Regions from separate parts of the Mus musculus genome. Here regions 2, 3, 4 and 5 are each linked to region 1. Evidence: chromatin contacts called from public Hi-C data. All regions are on one chromosome and are shown on one strand. The core of a region is the stretch at or near the end of the contact, and the rest is flanking DNA. Distances in the headings are between cores, read along the strand shown.

Region 1 (2,920 bases), core at 262-2,761:
TCCAAACATGCAGCATGTGACTTGAGAGGGATATCTCATAGTCAAACTGTAGCAAGCAGTGCACATAGCAGCTCAAACAAGGTGCCATGAATACACATATACATGTGTTTTATGGCTATGCATGTTAATTTGGACCAATATCTAGAAGTGTAACGGCTGGGTTATAGTATATATATAAGAAACTGCCTCATCATTTTCCACAGTGGTTGTTCTAATTCTCACTGGCTGTGTTTGAAAGCTTCAGTTGTTCCTTGTCCTCACTAACCTTAGCCATCAAGTAGGCATGTGAAGATATTGGGGAAAGGGCCATACTTACTCATATGAATGCAGGTACACAGAAGCCAGAGAGCAACCTTGGTGTTGTTCCTCTTGAGAAGCTGTTCGTTTTCAACTGGGTTAGGCTGTTAGGCCATGGAGCCCCTGGGACCTACCTGTCCCTGGCTCTTCATCATTGGGATGCAAACCATGCCATCATGCCTGGCTTTTTATGGGAGTGCTGGGCATCAAACTCAGGTCCTCATGCTTGTGTACCAAGCCCTTTACCACAGAGCCATTTGCTATCATTATAGATCTAGATGTTTTCCCCAAGAAAAAATAATATTGAAAATCATTTCATGAGCTAATTTGCAATCTACATTTCTTTTTTGTTGAAATGACCGAACATAGATGAGTGTGGTGGCTCATGCCTTTAATCCCAGCACTCAGAAGGCAGAAGCAGGCAGATTTTTGAGTTTGAGGCCAGCCTGGTCTACAAGGTGAGTTCCAGGACAGTCAGGGCTACACAGAGAAACCCTGTCTCAAAAAACAAAAAACAAAAAAAGAAATGACTGAACATTTTGTCCTTTTTCATTTTTATTGGGTTGTTTGATTTTATTACTGCTGTTGTTGATCTAAGCTACGACTCTTCACTCTGAAGTGGCTTCTGTGTTGTACGAGGAAATTCTAGAGAAAAAAAAAAAAAAACTAGACCATAAGAAAGGGGCTCACGCATTTTAGAGGTTGGAGCAAAGGTCAGAAATTCACAAAGAATTTGGTGATGCCACATGGCTCTGTATGTGGTAAGTAGCGTCACTCTGAACAACTTAGGGAACATTCCCCCATCTCACTTTGTAGCTGGACCTAGTAAACATATGGCCCAGTGTTTCTAAGAGAAATGAATGAAGCACTCTTCTTAAACAAGTAACTTGAGACAATGAGAACAATTGTTTCTGAGCCAGTGTGCTAAAAATGAGGATGCTTGAGAGAACTTTAATGGTAAGAAGTCTTAGAGTCCTCTTAATAGGGGAGACCCTTAGACCCTGTGCGGTGGGGTAAAGGGACGGGTGGTCCTCAGTAGCTGATAAGAACGTTTGTTTGCCTACCTTGTGCAAAAAGCAAGGGGTGTCTCTCAGCACCTCTATTGTGATCTAAGAGGCTTTGATGGGAGTTGGCTTCCCTTTATCTACTCTTGGTCTGGATAAGGATAGGGTGAAAGAGATTGCCCCTGGCTCTCTGACAAGAAAAGAGCAGCTTCCAGACAGAGTTCAACCTGAGAAAAGGCTTCCCTGCTGTGAGGGAATTAGTCACTCTGGGATAGACTTCCTGGGCACAACATCAAATGTTTCTGCTGGCTGTAGGAGTTCAGATTGAGTAGCTTAACACATTCATGTCCAGTCTGCATGAACTACAAAAACCCTTGCCTCGAGGTAGTAAGCAGTACACGGAATGTCCAGCTAGAGCAGTTTTCTTGTTCTAATTCTGACTTTCACTCCCTGAGCTGGGGGACAGCTCTGCAATGTTCCTATGATGCCACTGAGGTTCTGTCGATGTTTGTCATTACTACCTTATGAGCTACATCTCCATGCCTTTAAGCTCCATTGGGCCTCATTCCCTCTGTCCTCTGGTTGATCCCAACAGCCAACTTAGTCTAAGCTCTTAAGGGTCCACATACAGTCAAACTCTCTAAAAGTATGCATAGCCAGTTGTAGAAAGTGCATATGATGTTGAAGCACAAGGATCACAAACTCAAGGCCAGCTTGAACTATATCTTTTCTTTACAAATTAAAGTAGAATTTAAAATTTAAGTGTGTGTGTTCCTGTTGTTGCTTGACCTTTCTGAAGGAAGATCTTTGCTCTTCTCTCCTCTGATGAAAGATGACAATATCTCCAAGGGAAAGCCTATACTAAATCTGTGACGGCTCGCAAGTGGAACCTCTTCTTTCATGGGGGAATTCGTAACAAGGGCAAGTGGAGAGGTAGGTTGCTTTAGACTAGGAGTTGTGGATGATACTACAGAAACACTGGCTTAGACTCAAATGCTAATAGCCCGTCTGATGAGGACAAGCAACATGATTACATGGAGAAGTGAAGCCAAATAGCCCGTTTTTTTTTTTTTTTTTTTTTTTTTTTTTTTTTCCTTTGCTGGCAGGAGCAAACTTCCTGGAATGGCTCCTTCTTACCTCCTGTCCTCTGCCCTCAACAACTTCAGGGAACATTCCTTCCTGTCTCAAGTTCAGACAAATGGTTTGAAAAATCTGCCTTGACGGAAGTGTTAGCGATTTACCTTCAGAGAAGAAGAGTAACCAATTTGTCCTTTCACAGAGCAAAGGATCTATACTAGAAGGAAAACTGGCTAGTTTCTTATCTGGTGAAGCACATTCTGAAAGGGGACAGGAAAGGGTACATTGAAAGCTAGCAGCACGCTGAGGCCCAGTGGCTGTCTTTCCTGTCTTCCGCTTTTATAGCAGCCCTTGCATAAATAAAAATTTGATGAACCAGACTGCTTCCATTTTGGGCATGAAAACCATCTTACAGTATAGACAAATCAAATTCATTCCTGTTTGTGATTAAAGCTTTGTTTCTCAAGGACTGGGCTATGCTCCACCTATAACCTTAACTACAAATGGTTCTGTACTGCATGCTCCAGGAAATGGCAACCATG
Region 2 (2,920 bases), core at 271-2,770, 430 kb before region 1:
CCTTTGAATATGGTTCTCCATGCTCTCTTTCTATACTGAATTTACCTTGCAACATCTCTCTCTTTCCAGAATGCTCACAAGAACTCTGAGAGACAGTGATTCTACCAGCCTTACCTGTTACTGTTTCTCTACCATCTAACACATTAGTTACTGCCAAGACAGACTCCTTGTTCTTTTCATTAAATAGACACAGGACTAGTAGAAATCTTCCAGTTCTTTTTATGGTACCTCTTGTCACCTTTGAGGACCTTAACTGCTGGCTTACACAGCATCTACCACTCTTTTGTCCTTAGAAAAGACTAGCAAAATGCCAATTCTTTGGTTAAGTAAAATCGGGCACCATTACATCTGTATGACACCCAATCCAGGAGGTTCAGAAGCGTATTTATATATTAACATCTCGATGGACTTGCACTATGAAGATATTTAGTTAATTTAACTTGAGCATTTTCCATCACATAGTTAATTTGAGTACTGTCCAGGCCAGTGCTTCCCAGTGTTGTCTTTTAACATGTCAGAGCGCAGTGTTTGGGAAATCATCACTTGTAGAGAACTTGTTTCATTAGTAAAGCTTCCTCTTGTTTCTATCAAGCCTTTGGTCCGGTTCTCTCTTCCTACCTAAAACAGCATAGAAAGAAAGGCAGGCCTAAAACTGGGTCTGATACAAAGCCACTGTAGGCAAGACTCCTCTGAAGACAGAAAGGGGCCTGTGACTGATCGGAGCACTCTAAAAGGCACCAGAGCATCTGGTGAGTGTGAGTACTGCCATCAGTGCCCCACGGAGGTGTTGAGCTTGACATACATATGTCATTTCAAATGTTCTTCCTGCTCCTTCCTCTTCTCCTCTGCCATCCCTGCTGTTAACACTTATGGCGGCCTGCCAGGCAGCCAGCCTTTCTGTGCCCTTCCAGGACTCATTTAAGCCTCATCTCCCACCTTACTAAGAGAGCACTGGTGTCATCCCCATTTTCCATGGGGTAAACTGAAGTGCAGGGAGAATGAAGAGAGCCCAGATTGTGTAAATCAGGCAGGGCATGTTGCAGATTTATAATAGGAAATGTTGCTGGGAAGCTGAGGCTCTGAATATCTGAGCCTTGGGCTTTTTACTAAGACAAAGGAGAGAGAGCAGCCCTGTCTACCTCACTCCAGCATGAGTTCTTCCAAACCTGGCTGGAAAATGTTAATCACATTACAGTTTACTAAGCACTTCCATATCCCTCATTATATCAAACCTCCTGACGATGGTTATGAAATATCACTGTTCTATTTTACGGAGGTTTGAACGGACTTCCAGAAAGCTACTATAGTAATACTGACTTAATATGATCGCCTCTCATGTTTGTCAGTAGACTTGCTGAAGTCCACAGGATACAGTTAAGGCTCAGACTTAAATCTTCCAAGGCTGAGCTTAAGTCCCCCCTCGTCCCTCCAGCATGGAGCTCGACACCATGCCTCTAGCACTGTCAGACCAGCTGTAGCAGAGAGCTTACAGCATCAGCTCGGTATGCTGTTGATGTGGCTTTTTAAAATGACTCAACATTCAACATTAATTTTTCTCCCATTGCCATGGTGATGGCTTACTACTGCTGGAAGGTGACCATGAGATGGCCAAGGCAAAATTATTTTCCTTATTTTCCTAATACTCTCCAGCAACTCGTTTTTGTTATGGTTGTTTTCATTTTGCCCTTTAATCTAATGGAATGAGGCTTTTGCCATATAATATGATTTGGGGCTTCTCAAACTGGGATCCAGGTTGAACCTGCAGTGGTCACTTAGGAGTTCAGGAGACATTCCCTTTTCTCAGAACAGAAGACTGTGTGACCAGCTTTGGTTCAAGCACCATCTATGACACTAGCTATCTCATCATATGAAGAATATTTCTGGGTCTTGTCTCATTCATTTGAAATAAGGAGGCCTATTAGGCAAGGTTAGTTCATGAATTTATATAACACTAACATAAAATTTAGAATGCAATGCATACATAAGAAACAGGAGTAGCAGTTGCAACAATGAACATAATAGCGATGATTACTGTTTTCAGAGAACAAATGAGACAGGTTCAGAGTTAGGAGTCAAAGACATTTATTGTCATTCAGCTATCAATCATGCTAATTAGCTCTTCCATCAAACCTGTTCTTTTCCTTTTTAACTCTTGACCCAAGATATAATATGCATTTACATTTATTGTTTCACCATCTTGCCCACTCAATTGTAGATGTGATGAGGATTTTACTTGTCCAAATACCTAGGGCTATTTGCTTAATGAATGAAAAGGATTTGCCAAGCAGCATGTCTGTGTCTGGCTGTGTTAGACACTAGAGATAGGGAAATGAGTTAACCGAAATTCTTATTCTTGGGGCATTTACATAAAGGGTCTTTATCAAGGACAAACATGAAGGGAATGGACATCTACCAGTGACTCTATTAATCTAATGGCATGGGTGGGATTAAACCTTACATGATGTTCCAGCACAGGGTCGGGTCCTGATATCTCAAAGCTTTAAGTGCTGAGAAGGAATTAAGCTGACACTGTTAATTCCAACCTCCGTCCATCAGCAAAGGATGATGGTGAAGGCAGGGAGGACCTGTTCCATGGCTCTTCCCAGATGTCTCCTCTGGTAGTGAAGCCAGAGGTCAGAGTCCCAGATAGAAAGCCAATCTCAAAAAGCATCCTGGGAAGAATTCTACCTGCAAGAGCTGACAGAGAGTCTCTTTGTAACAAGTCACCAGACACTGTCTGATAGACGGAAGCACCTCCCTACTAGAGAGTCAGTTTGACAGCTGTGAAGGTACACAGCCCCATGGTGACAGCTTTCCAGTCTATCTTGCTTAATAGTCAGGCTACTTTGTCATTATTTTATCATGCATCTTTAGGTATCTAAAATTCATTCATTATTTCCTGTTAAACAATGTGGCTCAG
Region 3 (2,920 bases), core at 125-2,624, 340 kb before region 1:
ACCAATTGAAGCACCCCTTCCTTATTAAAGCCTTCTCCATAGTACCCCAAACAAGGTATACCACTGTATGCCATATGGTGGGTCCTTTCATGGTGGTTCCAGCACACATATCACTCTTAGAAGAGGAGATTAAAAATTACAGAACATCTTAAAAAATACTAAGTGCTTATGTGTCCTTCATCAACAAATGGCAGTTCCTCTAGACCACTTCTGAAAGCAGTTATGTTCTACACAGCCAAAACCTTCAACAAATAGAATTCACTAAGGTTTTAAGATCTGTGGCAATTATCCTTTTGTCTTCCTAGGTTCAGCCCAAATTCCTAAGTTTCATCATTTGTTTTTACTTCTTTTAGAATTTCCATGGATGCAATATTTTTGTGCCTACTTCTCTCATTTCTTCTTTGTGTTACTTTATAATTGTTGCACTTATCCACTATATGTAGATGCAGTCTATTCATTAAACATGTAAGTCAGCATATGAATATGATAGTTTAGCAATATGTTCTACTAATGGAAATCCAAACAGGGGATAGTATGATATATGATGTATTAAAAAGGCTCTGTGTATATTGTTTCACAGTGCGGGAGTTTCCCCAAGATTTTATCTAGGAATGAAATTGGTAGAGTGTTGAGCATATGCATACTTAAATGTACTTTGACATGATTATGCAATTTACGCTTCCTCCCCATCTCTTCCTCTGGACTATAACTGACTCAAGGGCTACTTCTACTCTTCGTTATGCCCCATGCCTGGCTTGCAGTCGGTGTTGAACAAGGAAGGTACTTTGGAGCTAAGGCACTCTATATTGAACATAGGTCTGCCAACCTAATAACAAAACCTATGGGTTTTTGTTCTACCACATTTTCCTTATCTACAAAAACTTTATGATCAGTTGTACGGTATTACTTACTTCCCAGTGTAATAGGACTGATCAAATGTAGATCGAGGTAACAACACAAGAAGGTATGGGAATTGTTACCACTGTTTCTCCACTTTGCACCTGGACCAGAGGCCCCAGGATGGGACATGTGAGAGAGGCTTGTCAACAGGAAATGTCCCGTGCATTTATATGGATTAATATAACTTTGTGGAGGGAAGTAGGGTTTCAAATATCACTGCAAAAAGAACAAGGGAGACCAATTAATGGTTCTGAGTCCACACTGCACCTGTGTCCCCAAACTGTTCACTAACACAAATGAAGCTTGCTGATCAAAACAAGCATTTTTAAGTGCTTTTTATCCTGTGGCATGGTTTAACTGTGCTCAAGCTCAAAGCAGAGCTGTGCAAAAGCTGGATTAACAACTGTGCTCCACTCTGCACTGTGGATTCAAAAGTAAAGGCCAGCTTCTTATTTACATGGAAAGATCTTAGGCTTTTGTGGTTTCCTGTTGTGCCCTGGTGCATCTGCACTTTGGTTTCTGGGTTTGTCTTTAGAGCGATACAAACAGTCTCTCTCACTATTCAAGAGAACATAAAAATTCCACAGTCTCTAATTGCTAGCAGATTTTACCAGATCCTCTGTCATGGCTCCTCAGAACAGCTGGACCTAAGCCTTCCAAAGGACATCTTCGAAAGGATAGTGATTTGAGAGATTCCTGTAGTGTGCCCAACACCAACCAGGGACGGGCTCTTCAGCTTGATGCTATTCGTATTTTATTAATATTTATTCATTTACTTCACTCTTAGAACCATTTATCATACATTTAGGCTCTCGTTTATATAAAATATCCTTTGCTAGGGACGGAGAAAAATAGTTGTGGAAAGATTCGGTTGTCCTCTTATGACATTTGTTGCAGGCATTTTTGAATCCCCCATTACAGCCTTTGTAGACACTACAATTATAGACCCTGTGGCTCATGGCATGGCTCCCTAGCAGAGCACATGCTTACCATACACAAAGCCCTGGGTATTAGCCTGGCACTAATAAGTAAATAAATGAAATAAAGTAAAATGAAGTGAGAGATACTTATCTACTGCTTTCCATAAGACCTTACTAAATCAGCCCTCATGGTTGGGGCTGGAGTTTCTCAGGTCTGATATGTGCCTATTAGCTGAGCTGCACTGGCTTACGGCTCAATGGAAAACATAGAGAGGGAAACAACTAATGACATGTAACCTGGAGTCCTTCCTGTAGCAAACCAGACTCTGATCAGCTATAGAACCCTTGAAATCTGAGCTAACAATGATGGAGCAACAGAGGATGCCATGAAAACAGCTTAGGGGTTGTGTAGATGGGCACCCAAGCTGTTACCCTTTCGCTTATTAGCCGTGGTACATGGAGTAAAGCCCTCAGTTCCTTTGTGAAAGAAGAAAGGAATAAAAGAAAAGAAAACATCACCTGTTCTTACTGTTGTACTGCCTCTGGGCACTGAATTCCTTAAATACTTCCTACACTGAAAAGCATTGAGAAAAAAAAATTCTTTTTTTCATTCTTATTTTATTTCTTTCTAAGAAGAAACCCCATAAACAAGAAAAACTAAACAGCCACCAAGAACAAGTCCTCTGTCCATCACTGGGGCTTTGCTCACGGGGTCTGCTTTCTCTCTATGGTTGTGTGGTTCCTCTCAGGGTCTGGCAGACTTTTAAGAGCATGCCCCACAGCTCAAACTGGTCCCAGGGACATTCATAAGATATTCATCAAGAAGAAGAGTATCTTTCAAAGAATATATAAAAAAGTCTCTATGATGTCACTTCCATCATATATTACACAGGGAAATGTAATCTATTTAGTACTTTATGGGAACCCCATCTTAAGACTTTTAAGTTCTATTTATTTTGAATATATTAGCACTAAACTTTATTCTGATGAAAAAATATGGCATCTGCATCTTTATTATAGAGCTGTGAATGTTTTGTCCATTAAGGGACTTTAATACGTTGTTATAATTAGAAATTCTATATACAGACTACCTAGGGAAA
Region 4 (2,920 bases), core at 285-2,784, 300 kb before region 1:
AATTTATAAAACTACATACCTAGGAGGTAAAACACACATACAAAACTTATGTTTCCAATGGGGGTGTGGGTGAATCTGTGCTCCTTACTTCCCTGTGCTCTCTTGTGTTTTACTTTGAACAAGTGTTTCTTATATAATAGTTTTAGAGGTGCTTCTCTTCTGGTTTGGTAAGAAAGGAAGAAAGAAAGAAAGAAAGAAAGAAAGAAAGAAAGAGAGAGAGAGAGAGAGAGAGAGAGAGAGAGAGAGAGAGAGAGAGAGAGAGAGAGAGGGAGGGAGGAGGAGTGGGGAGGGAGGGAGGGAAGGAGGAAGGAGGCAGGCAAGCAAGCAAACTAACAACAAATAAACAAACCATTTCATCTATTCTACAGAATCCTATATAGAAAATACTTGAGGAAGAATTAAGGTATGAATTTGGGAGAAAGACTGAGATAAAATATGGGACAAAGCCAGGATGTAGAATAGTGCTCTTAGGATCTCATATTTGTGATCCTTTTAAAGATTCTAAACATTCAAGTACATGAGCACATGTACTTCTAGAAGTTTCTAGAAAAATAAAAATTAAAAATTAAAAAAAAACCACTTGATTTCTGTAACAGTACAGATAGGATGTGCTGTGAAGTACTCTCCTGAACCATCTATGTCCTTCCAGATCATGACCTCGTGTGTTTGCTTAAAACAAACCAAATTGGCTTAAGTTTAAATAAAAACAAAATGAGAGCAAATTTCCTGCATCTTTTCCAAGTCCTGTTCCTCACGCTAAAGATAGGAGAGAAACCCATGGGCAATTCACCTACACTCTGATCTCTGGCTGTGTTACTTGTTCACCTTCAGATATCAGATGGCCCTGAGGATTCCTGGGCCCCATGAATTCCCATGTGAATGGACATATTTGGCCTGAGTGGTCCAAGCTGGAGCCTACAATTATCGGGTAGCTGCAGTCCCTCTTCACAAGCAGAGCTCCTATTACAACAAACCTTCCCCTACCAGTTTTTCAATTATCTATGACTAATGAGCACTCTGGGAACAGTTTCAGACACACACATAATCCTCTTTCCTGATGTCAGCAGCAGAAATTAATGACTATGTGGATTGCTGGGAGACAGAAGATGCATTATAATGGTCAACAGAACTGTTATCCTCTCCAGGAAGGGGGGGGAGGGTATTGAATTAACTGGAAGGTTCAGTGTTCCTTTGTATTCTGAGAGGGAGATGAAACACAGGGGGAGATCTGGCTCCAGGCCCACGGAAATGTCAGAGAGGTTTGGGCGTGGGTGGCATGCGACCCTGCTTCCTTATGCTTGCTGTGGAATGCTGGTACCAGCTCGGTTGGGCAAGGCTGACAGGCCAACCAGATTATGTCCAAGATTGTGCTAAAGGACACTTTGCCTTGCCAGTTGGAGAGAATGCTGGAATTATTTCAAACTCAAGTTACTTTCAATCTGATTTAAAAGTGGGTAACAAGACTGAGAACATACAATTCTCAATCACTATGCAGTATTCAGAGGCATTTCTTAAGTTTGGCGTTTCACACAGACATGACACATGCTTGAATGGTTCCAGAGAATGGTAAGGCCTATCCTGACTCAGATCACATGGGTAGGTCAGCTCTGAGGATTTTCTAGAAAACTGGGACAACTGATAGAAAATGGCTAAAAGGATTGTAGTAGTCTTGGCTCCTGAATTGGAGTTACACTTGTATTAAATGATTCATCCAAGTAGAGACTTCCTGAGAACCCAAAGCTAGTGTTCTTCTTCCACTCTTTAAGGACAGCATCTGATACACCTCCTAGAAATCATGTCATTGTGACTAGAAACTAAATTCCATTTCCATTACTGATTTCACATCAAATTGTATGATATTCATTATCACTTATTATAGAAACGGTGGGTGAATAGACATCTACTGTGTGCACACACTGTCCCAGAGTAGCACCTAGGTTAAGGATTAAGATAGAGGAGATCTTTCTAGCAGGTACTAGTTCTTTCTAATACCACTTCTGAATTACATCTGTTAGTTAACATGTCTTATAATTACTCCATAGTTTAGACAGTTTGATACACATGGAAGATCCCTGACTTTGTATTCTTACTTGGTATTAATATGCCTTATACTCCATATGCTTTAAATGTACTTTTAAATAACTCTTACATACCATATCCCTATATTTGGTTTTATACATCTCTTCCAGTAGAAAGATAATAGCTCACAGACTTTTCTCTCTACATCTTATTTCTTTCACTCCCAAGTATCTAAAACATACTTTTAAAAGTAATGTTTACTTTAGCAAAATTACACATTTTTGTTTATTTTTTAAGATCATAAGACATAGATCAATCACCTTGAACAAAAAGATTAAAGTTGCACACCTATATGTGCCCACCTTGTACAGAGTTTCAGTAGAAAGTAAACAAAACAGATGAACACTAAATTTGACTCTCAACCCTGGATATTACTGGGGGATAAATTAGTAAATTAGTAAAGAAACTAATATAATCCCACCAGTGATCCACTCTCATTTCTAACTCAGGACAATGACACACATCAAGAGCAATGTACATACCTAGAAAATGGCAGAAGGCATGCTGGCACAAAGACTCTTCCTATGGCAGCAAGAGACTACATATACCAGATTCTTGCAGAATACAGCTCTCAAGTCCTCCCAGCTGGACAAGCTGGTTCAAAGAAATCTAATTAGCAACTAGTTACTGCAGTAGGTCAGTGAGCTGAAGAGCAGTATGAACATCTTGTATTTCAACAACATAATTATTCAAGTCCATGAGCTGTTGGTAACTGTTCTTGGAACATTTCTGTTCGTATAACTTTCCGTCCTAATAACAAATCAATGAAATGCAAATTGTTTTAGAAAGCAATATATGTAGGTCCTATAACTTAGGGTTGAAGTATTAGAGTTTATTATTT
Region 5 (2,920 bases), core at 233-2,732, 270 kb after region 1:
GCAGGCAGCAGAAGAGGGGTGGAGGTGGTGGGGGTGGATCAGAAAGTCTCCTGGAGCAGACAGTGGCCTTCTTCTGGCATCCAGACTTGACTAGGTTTTCTCCAGGTTGAAGAGCTTGGCGAAAGGGAGGATGGGAGGCTATGCGGGGAGGATGGGAGGCTATGCAAAGGAAAGGAGGTACCTTTGCTGAGGCAAACAGGTGTGACCCTGCTGGGGTGGGGTGTGGTCACTGGAGGAGAGAGAGCTAGGTGTGTGACACTTAGGCTAACGAGGCAGGAAGATCACGAGTTCAAGTCTGGGAGTTGGGGAGATGACTCAGCAGATTAGAGCTCTTGCTGATCTCCCAGAGGACCTATGCTCTCCTCCCAGCAACCAGCATAGGGCAGCACCTAACAGCCTCTAATTCCAGTTCCTGTCTTTTGAACTCCTTGGGCAAACACACACACACACAAGCACGCACGCACGAAGTGGGGGAGGAGCAGGAGGGGGAGAAAGAGGAAACGAAATATTTGGTTTTTTTGTTTTTTTTTTTTAAGGAGTTCAAGGCTATCCCCAGCTACTTGGTGAGTTAGAGACTATTCTAGGCTATATAAGGACAAGTCTCAAAGAAAGAGAGAAAAATTAGATACTGACCCAGAGTCTGAGATGAGCCAGTGACTTCTGGAAGCTTCAGAGTCCTCACCTGTACAGTGGACATAATGCCGGCTTTCCAAGTTTCTTTATGAAATGAGACACATGCACGACTATATCCTGACTCAGTGCTACTCTTTATATTCACCTCATAAAACTCCCTCCCTCAATAAAATTTTTTAAATGAGCATATTTTTACTTATGCTCCCAGAAGCACTAAGAATCTATCTCATGATTAGTCATACGCCATAACAATACAATTAATAATAATGTTAATTACTGCTGATTGAAGGCACTAAGTGCTTAATATGTATAATCTATAGCTAATCTAACCCTCGGAGCGTATCTAAAGATAAGTATCATTACTCCCATTTTATGGGTGAGGATAATGAGACAGAGAAGTTAGGAAATGTACACAGGTCACCCGCTGGGTAGGGATAGGTCTGGCCTTTGAGAAGAAAAAAAAAAGTGCATCTACAAAAAGGTCAGAGTAGAGTGAGGAATGCCCTGAGTTTGGAGTTCATGTTGGTCTTGGCGATCTCCCTCTGTTTCTTTCTCAGAAAGAAAGCAAACATTTTAAGTGTCCACGGAGAGAGGGGCAGCCTTACAGATGAGGAAGAAGGGTCCGAGCTCAGGCTCCCCCAGCCGCCCAGGACCGTGGCTGTCCTGCGCAGGTCCCTGCGCTGCCCCTTCCCACCGTGGGTGGCTCCCAGCGGCAGGGAATCACATTATCTGTTGGGAAGGCGTCCAACACCCTCCTCCCGCCAGCCAGTGTTTGCTCAAGGCCTAGCTCTTCAGAAACTGAAACCAGCAGCCCGAGCTGCCAGCCTGAGGACGCCCGCGGGCTCTGCCCAGGCTTTACCTTCTATGGGGAGGCCCGCGGAGGGCGGAGCGAGCCGGCGCCGCTGACGTGGCCGCCCTGCCCTCGCCCCGGGCGCCCGCCTCCTCCGCGCCGGGTGTGGGAGCGCGGGGCTGGGAGAGCGAGGTGCGCGGGCGTGGGAGCGCAGGAGCAGCCGGCGTCTGGTGCGGGAGGCTGGGGTGGCGAAGCGCGGGCGGGGCAGGCGGTGGCGGCCGGAGAGCCCGGGGCGAGCAGTGGAGGGCAGGAGAGTAGGGCGTGAGTCTTAGAGCTAGGAGAGGAGAAAGAAAATAATGTCTGGTCATTATGTTTGGCGACAGGGACCGAACCTAGTACCCAAGAAGCGCTCAGGACATGTTGACAGTGGTACTGTCCTTGCCCATCCGATAGGGGGACAGTGTGCCCTATGAGTTTATGAACTTTCTTCCTTCACAGTGTTTAGGCACAGACTGAAGGAGATCAGGCGATCCGAGAGGGTGTAAAGGATGAGAATGGATAGGGACTCAAACTTGCTGTCTCCCAACACTGATGTGATGACCTCAGAAAGCTTGAGCGGGACAGTAGCTGAATTAGAATCCAGAAGGCAAACTTAGAAAAGCACTTTGTAAACCACTGACTTAAGACAAAGGTCTCTTTCACCTTCAGAGTTCCTTCAGCTACGTCCTCTTACTAGCAAAGCAAATAAACCCACAATTTGCTTCCTAAATAATTAATCAAAACCCAGAAGTCACTCAACACATTTTCAGTAAATATTCACTGGAAATGTCTAAGTACCAGTTGTGGCCAAGTGCTATGCTGGGCACTCAGGGGGTGGCAAAGGAGACGAACAAAGGCTATGTCCTCATGCATTACCCAAACTGTTGGACACAGAAATCGAACAACTCAGATACTGACATCCAACTAACCAAAGATACAGGTGTGTCTACAGTAGACAGATAATGTTTTCAGTCAAAAGTAAATAAAGGTGTCTTTCTCTTCTGTGGCCTCATAAGTAGAGAGAGAATCTTGCCTCTGTACATGAGCTAGAGAGAGAGGGGGGAGAGAGAGAAAGAGATAGAGAGAGTATTAATTCTGTTATGGATCTAGCAAGTCCAAGTTCCTGAGATTAGCAGCATAAGGCTGCGTGGAGAAAGCCTACAGGAAGAGCCCATGGCTTGCTTCCTGTTTATGTGTCCCTCCTCACAAGAAACTCCTAACAGATGGCCCCCACTCAGTTCTCAGTGAGTGAGTGTCTAAGAGGATGACCTTTGAAACCAGGTTTCAAGAGTTGACTTCAAGGCCTGTCTTAGCAGACCTCTAACCACGGGCCAAGTACTTAACCTCTGTGTGCCTATGCTCCTATTCTGTGAAGTGTTATGGATAATACCTAGTCCACAGAATTCTAGGCATTAGAGACGGTGCTTTAAGCAGGTGGCAGGGATTCGGTGTGTGCGC

The links. A called contact is a pair of places that touch in the nucleus more often than the background predicts.
Region 2: a contact with region 1 is called in a Hi-C map of uterus, with 2.5 times the contacts expected there. The contact joins two enhancer-like sites. A contact is called at or near these places in 1 of 15 datasets of contacts at CTCF or cohesin (large pre-B cells), 7 of 484 Hi-C or Micro-C datasets (the C10 cell line, Th1 cells, bone marrow-derived macrophages and 2 more) and 1 of 9 other capture datasets (embryonic stem cells).
Region 3: a Hi-C map of uterus shows a contact between it and region 1, with 5 times the contacts expected there. The contact joins two enhancer-like sites. A contact is called at or near these places in 1 of 15 datasets of contacts at CTCF or cohesin (the NIH/3T3 cell line), 2 of 484 Hi-C or Micro-C datasets (bone marrow-derived macrophages and uterus) and 1 of 9 other capture datasets (embryonic stem cells).
Region 4: a Hi-C map of uterus shows a contact between it and region 1, with 3 times the contacts expected there. The contact joins two enhancer-like sites. A contact is called at or near these places in 1 of 15 datasets of contacts at CTCF or cohesin (the NIH/3T3 cell line), 3 of 484 Hi-C or Micro-C datasets (embryonic fibroblasts, nephron progenitors and uterus), 1 of 115 datasets of contacts at active chromatin or transcription factors (CD8 T cells) and 1 of 9 other capture datasets (embryonic stem cells).
Region 5: a contact with region 1 is called in a Hi-C map of uterus, with 1.6 times the contacts expected there. The contact joins two enhancer-like sites. A contact is called at or near these places in 3 of 484 Hi-C or Micro-C datasets (bone marrow-derived macrophages, nephron progenitors and uterus) and 2 of 115 datasets of contacts at active chromatin or transcription factors (fibro-adipogenic progenitors and forebrain).

What each region holds. Positions count from the first base shown.
Region 1 is chr4:95,433,317-95,436,236 of GRCm38.p6, reverse strand. No RefSeq gene overlaps it. Among named protein-coding and RNA genes, the nearest start is that of Gm12707, 51 kb to the left of the region's middle. Within about 2 kb of position 1,511, at least 41 of the 459 cell types and tissues checked have an H3K27ac peak or open chromatin away from gene starts, as enhancers often do. A contact at or near this core is called in uterus, where this site is marked.
Region 2 is chr4:95,864,026-95,866,945 of GRCm38.p6, reverse strand. All of the region lies in intron 14 of Fggy (FGGY carbohydrate kinase domain containing), which reads right to left. Among named protein-coding and RNA genes, the nearest start is that of Hook1, 100 kb to the left of the region's middle. Within about 2 kb of position 1,520, at least 13 of the 459 cell types and tissues checked have an H3K27ac peak or open chromatin away from gene starts, as enhancers often do. A contact at or near this core is called in uterus, where this site is marked.
Region 3 is chr4:95,776,500-95,779,419 of GRCm38.p6, reverse strand. All of the region lies in intron 8 of Fggy (FGGY carbohydrate kinase domain containing), which reads right to left. Among named protein-coding and RNA genes, the nearest start is that of Hook1, 190 kb to the left of the region's middle. Within about 2 kb of position 1,374, at least 31 of the 459 cell types and tissues checked have an H3K27ac peak or open chromatin away from gene starts, as enhancers often do. A contact at or near this core is called in uterus, where this site is marked.
Region 4 is chr4:95,732,170-95,735,089 of GRCm38.p6, reverse strand. The region is part of intron 6 of Fggy (FGGY carbohydrate kinase domain containing); the gene reads right to left. Among named protein-coding and RNA genes, the nearest start is that of Fggy, 180 kb to the right of the region's middle. Within about 2 kb of position 1,534, at least 81 of the 459 cell types and tissues checked have an H3K27ac peak or open chromatin away from gene starts, as enhancers often do. A contact at or near this core is called in uterus, where this site is marked.
Region 5 is chr4:95,160,028-95,162,947 of GRCm38.p6, reverse strand. It overlaps Junos (a long non-coding RNA gene), which reads right to left. Exons shown (of 5, transcript XR_867920.3): 4 at 1,493-1,757. Among named protein-coding and RNA genes, the nearest start is that of Gm12708, 32 kb to the left of the region's middle. Within about 2 kb of position 1,482, at least 294 of the 459 cell types and tissues checked have an H3K27ac peak or open chromatin away from gene starts, as enhancers often do. A contact at or near this core is called in uterus, where this site is marked.